Regions from separate parts of the Oryzias latipes genome. Here region 1 is linked to region 2. Evidence: chromatin contacts called from public Hi-C data. All regions are on one chromosome and are shown on one strand. Each heading gives the region's core, a stretch centred on a gene start, on an enhancer-like site or on the middle of the called end of the contact. The rest is flanking DNA. Distances are from core to core; before and after follow the strand shown.

Region 1 (2,809 bases), core at 222-2,721, 58 kb after region 2:
AATTTCAGAAGCTGCTGCTCTGTGCTCTTTGCATACGCACGCACGCGTCCCCAGCTAACTAATTACAGTTTTCTGATTTTAGAGGCCTATACGCGCGCAGCCGCAGTTTGGATCTAAAGAAAAAAAAACTTTTGCTTTAACAGTCAGGGAAAAAACTCCTAAAGTTGTTTGGAGAGGAAGAAAATTTTTCACCCTGAAAATTTGCCTGAATTATTGATGCCTGCAAAACTGGTGTTGGGGAGGGAAAGAGGAAAATGCATTATCACTTAAAGCTGAGCGTTTGCACCCAAAAGGCACAGAGGTGCAAAGCACCCCCCCCCCCCCCCCACTACCCCCATGCGTCAAACCCGCTGCGGCTCAGAGTCTCCAGAGTCCGATTTTACACGGTTAACTATCCGTGTGAAGATCTGTGCAGCTCTGAGGCAGACCCGGGGAGTGCGCACGCATCAGCCCTCACCTTTGGCCCCACAAAACAAAAAATTCAAAAAAGAAAGAAAGGAGCTAAACTGCGCAATTGTGTGCGTATTTTGGAAATGTGACGTTTTGTTTTGCCTCGAGTTCAGTTGTGCCTGTCAGAGCCCAGACATGATCACGCGTCCGGGGACTCCCGCAACCCGGGTCTTTCCTGGAGCGCGCAGCCACGCACCAGAACTCACCCCGGAGGTCACGGAACAAACTTTGGTGTCCGTGCGTGGAGACGTGCGAGTCACAAAGCGCAGAGGAACTTTTTTGTTTTGTTTTGTTTTTTTGGAGCGCTGCGCTACGTACCCGCTGCGCCATAACCCTCCGGACTCCCTGCTCTCAGTTCGGGTAAATCCGCTCCAGGATTGACGCGCAAGAAAATCCAAACAAGGCGAGAAGGTGTTGGTGCAAAAGAAAATCCCCAGTTTCTCCTCCTTTCTCTTCCTCGTCTCCTCGGCCGTTCTGCTTTCCCGAAGCCCCGCAGATCCCGCAGCTTTCGCGCAAGTTTCGCCCCGGCGCGGCGGCGAACGCGTCCTCGGCTGTCCCTCCCTGCGCGGCGGCACCGGGGTCCTTTCTTAGGCGAAACAGCCCCTCAATGAAAAGTGGCGACTCTCATGGTTGTTTCTGTCGCTCCGCCTGTCAGTCAGAAAGAAAGAGGGGGAAAAAGAAAAAGGGAAAAAAAAACCCGCGAGGGCTTGTCAAAAGTGGCCGGATGAATGATGGTCCGGCGCGCGCCTCCGCGGGTCCGTGCGCCTCCGGAGCGTCAGAGTTAAAAATGAATCCGCTCTCCTCCGGTTCTTTGATCACTCTCGGCTCCCGGCTTGATTTTCTTATGCAAACGCGTCCACAGTGGATCAGAGGAGGAGGAGGAGGTGGATGGGAAGGGAGGCGGGGGGAGACTTGCTCAGGCTCTCTTAAAGGAGCCACGATCGATGCCGAGTCCTTCTGGAGCGCGTGTGCGTGCGCGCCTCGTTTGTGTCCAATGCACGCGTGTGTCGATCCGGACCAGACTGCTGAAACCCGGAAGCAGTGGCGGCCATAACAGGTCGCGTCTTCCCAAAACGCACCGGGCTGCAGCAAGTGGCGCGGAGAGGAGGGGGTGGGAGGACCCTGATGAGGGAGGGGGGGGGGGTCTGCCCTGCCTGCCTGCTTGCCTTGGCTCGGCCTCTGAAGTCAGGTGCGTCAAGGATATACTAAAATAAAGCGGCGATCGCAATCAGTTTTGCGCGCATGCATGACGCGCGGATCCGCATCATCTGCATCGTTTGCAGCTCTCACTTTTCCCCGCAATATTTCTTTTCAAACTTGCGCAGAAGAGCCAATCAGACGGTTTTCTGCGCAGAAGTTTAGCCAGCGCTGAAAATTTCCCATAAGGTTCAAACTCATGAATGTTGTTTTTTTCTTTTCTTTACTATCTCTCCACGCGCGTGCATTCACCCCCGCAGCAGCGCGGAATGGATCGCTCCAGCCCGACCGGGCGTCCAATGGCAGCAAGGCAGAGGGATGTGAGCCCCCTATTGGCTCCCAGCGTGATCGATCCGAGGGTGATTGATCAGCTTTTCTAGGCCACATTCTGGAGCAGGCGCGGAGCCGCAGACCGTTTTGCGCAGAGAGCTCTCGGATTGCGCTCGTGCATAATATTACCCCCAAATGCGGAAAAGTTGAGTAATAAATCTTTATTTTTTTAGAGCTACAAGAGTACGGAACAACTTCAAGGTTTTTCTGCTACATTTTAAGAAAATATATCAAAAGTGTTAATAATGTGTGGCTGAAATTCCTAAAATAAATATACACTTGCTTTACTATTTATAAATGTATTTATGTTTTAATTAAGGACCAAACAAGCATATTAAAATGTTAATGACACTTTTGTGGTTTTGTGAAGTTTTTATTGTTTAGGTTCATCCGAAATTCATGCAGATTTTAAATGTATTTATGTTTTATTCTCCTTATCTCGTCCATGCATCGATTGCGCGTCGTTTACGCACCGTTTACGCACAGGTAAACGGTGCGTAAACGTTTACCTGTGTTGGAGTGGGATTCTTTCTTTTTCCCTTCTCAATCATCTGACATAACGACAGCGTGGCTTCACGTGGAAAACATCCTGCGTGGTGGTGGGGTTGATGGCAGTTTTTAAAGCAAATGCACCCAGACTTTTAACGCAAAAAGGAGCGACTGTTTGGTGTATTTTTGGTAAGTAATTCCGAATATTTTTACACAGTAAAAGTGAATATTCCTCACGTATATCTGAACAAAAACTGCGCGTTAAAAACATTTCAAAAAGTTTAATCAAAATCAGAACCGAGAGTTTTCTGTGACACTTTTCAGACTTAACGTTATTAAAATC
Region 2 (2,826 bases), core at 128-2,627:
AAACAAAAATATTGTAAAATTATGAAAAAAAGACAACAATTTACAGACAGTCCTAAAATTACTAGAAAAAAGTTGTAATTTTTTAAGAAAAAAGTTAAAAAATTGTGAGAAAAAAGTAGTTATATTATTAAAATAACCTCGTAAAATGGTAAGAAAAAAGTCGTGATTAAATTCATTTCATTCTTTGCAGTTACAATAAGTCAGTGTTGACTAATTTGCTCCTTTCCTTATTTCCTTATTTGTAAAACCAATGAACTCTACATCTCTCACACTGAAACACCGTGTTTGTTCTTTTTTGTTGTTTTTGTTCTTGTTCTTAGCAAACACACGTTTGCTTATTTATAACTTTATCATAAATTCTCAATTTATAACCTATACAAAACTAACTTTATTAATTTATTTTTACTTTATTCCCATATATTTATTAATTTTTTTTTATTGTGTCGTATTTAACCCTTTGATGAAATCCACACACAAAAATTTGCAATCTCATTTATTTTTAAAGAGATACTGATAGTATCTATGATGATATGTTGGTTGATTTGGTAAATCTTTGTTAAAAATTTTACTTCAAGATGTGAAAATGTCTCAAATTTGATCCACACATTTTTAAATGATTATAAAGAATTTATAATCAACAATGTTGCTTTCTCCTCAACACAGCAAGTAGTCGTTTAAAAAATGAACAACTGTAGATGAGTTATTCCACCACAAAGTTTAGAAATCAGGAAAACTTTTCCCGCCAAAAGCATTTTAGAGATTTCACTTAGGCAGCCATTTTAAAAAGACCAGGGAAAGCCCTTCTACTGCCCCTAGTGGAACGATGGTGAACTACAGAGCAGAAAATGTGGACCACATTTTAGACAATGGGTTTTTAAGGAGAATTTGGATCATGGAAATGAGATAGGGGTCTCAAAAATGTGTGATATGAATGTTTATATAGAACTATGCTAAAAAAAAGCTGTTTTTTCTGCCTCCAGAGACAAAAAAAGTCATAACATTTAGCTAAATAGCTACATGAAGCTGCAGACAGCAGATGAGAATATCCCAAAACACAAACAAATGTTGGACAAACATTTGGAGAAAAAACTGGCGAGATCTCTTTTCTTCCTTAAACAAACGGCAACGATATGTCTGAACAAAGTTCTGCATCCCAAAGAGCAGAGAGGAGGGCGGTGCTGAAAAGTTTGGGACGTTTCGACACCAGAACAGCTAAAAAAAAAAAAAAAAGCAGAAAGGCCGCCTCCTCTTATCGGTTTCCTTCTCCTGCTTTCTCTGCCTTATCATTCCTTCCCCGCGTGGTGGAAACTGGCAGCCCACCTCCCAAATCTACAGTCTGACCCCCCCCCCCACAACACACCACAACACACACACACTTCTCCCTTCAAATCTCATGCTGGTTTCCTGTCCCTGTCGTCCCCATATCTGAGGCCAGATGCACCATGGGGCCTGGAACAAAGGATAAAATGCCTCTCATAATAGCAGCCAAGGGAACGGAGGGATGGAGAGAAGAAGGAGTTGGAGGGGGGGGGGGGGGGGGCACTGGTCTGCAAACCAGACACTCTTGCTGTGACCGTTAATAAGCTAACAGACTGTGAGGGAAGGAGAGGCTGTGGTCAGAACCAGGAAAAGAGAGCAGAGTGAGGCTTCACCTTTTCACGACCCCCGGGTGCTATAGGAGCTGTGTTTACAGCCTCATGCCCCCCCCCCCACTGCCTCCCATCACGCCACAATGAGCTGCACTATCCAGCTCCTCCGCCAGCAACAAAGGATGCTGGGTAACACGCTGATGTCCAGAGAGAAACGCCAGAAAACATTTGAAAAAGCAGAGGAGAACGGCGCCCGCCCAGACCTCGCCGATGTCCCGCTCCCGCGCGTGCACAGGTGTGCACTGGGCTCGCGTGAAATGCCCTATTAAAGGCAAGAAATTGTCTTTTCCATAAGCCGCCTTGGCTGCGCGACCAATTGGGAGATCATTTAATAACCAGCAAGTGGAAAGATGCGGATTGGAAACACAAAGGTTCCTCGCATTGATCCACATTCACGGTGAGTATCTGCTGCACGTGTGCACGCACGCACGCACGCCTCCCAAGTCTGCAGCCATATCAGATGATTAAAGCCAGACTGACGGAAGATGAATCTGACACAGCATGCGCTGGTGCGCAGGCGCATGTTTCATCCAGAGGTGCAGATTCAAAATCTAAAGCCTTAGTCTTAACTGCCCCTACAGGGGTATCCAGGCCGTCTGCGGTCTATATGCGACACGCAGGTCGACTTGTGGAGCGGCCGACAGGTCATAGCGAACAATTAAACAACACACAATCCAGGGGTAAAGATCTTTTGGTTTTTTTCAACCCCACCAAACCCTTCGTACTGTGGAAGCAGCCCATTGGTGCTCTTTAAGTGTGACGATTAGAAATGAGGAAATCGGACATTCCAAGAGTCATTTGTGTTGGCATCCTAACATGTCACCTGCACGCCCCACGCATGCAGCTTTCCTTACCGAACCAGCGCCTCACTAACGACTGGAGTGCTGCGTAAAAAGGCGCGGTGTGACAGCATCACGACGGTACGGTCCATTTTCATGACGTCCACGTCCTAGACAACCCTAAAACCGCCGTACGGGTGCATGTGGCTAACACATACGTCTATAACCCTTTACCACTGGCGATGTCGTCCGCTGCTTCTGAGTAACACGCGCTCTGTGACATGACGTAACTTTTTCAACCGTGATCAACGTGAATCAGCAGATTCGGACGCAGAGAAAAGCAGCTTTTCATGACGGCTGTGCGGCGATACACAACACATTCTCAATGTCAAATGTTG

Evidence for each region. A called contact is a pair of places that touch in the nucleus more often than the background predicts.
Region 1: a contact with region 2 is called in a Hi-C map of gastrula embryo, with 1.9 times the contacts expected there. The contact joins the promoter of meis1 here to the enhancer-like site in region 2. A contact is called at or near these places in 3 of 5 Hi-C or Micro-C datasets (embryo and gastrula embryo).

The regions. Positions count from the first base shown.
Region 1 is chr15:11,550,611-11,553,419 of ASM223467v1, forward strand. meis1 (homeobox protein Meis1) reads right to left here and starts at 1,472. Exons shown (of 13, transcript XM_023963803.1): 1 at 769-1,472. The coding sequence starts at 780.
Region 2 is chr15:11,492,219-11,495,044 of ASM223467v1, forward strand. The region is part of intron 9 of meis1 (homeobox protein Meis1); the gene reads right to left. Among protein-coding and RNA genes, the nearest start is that of LOC111948784, 17 kb to the left of the region's middle. Within about 2 kb of position 1,378, at least 1 of the 8 cell types and tissues checked has an H3K27ac peak or open chromatin away from gene starts, as enhancers often do. A contact at or near this core is called in gastrula embryo, where this site is marked.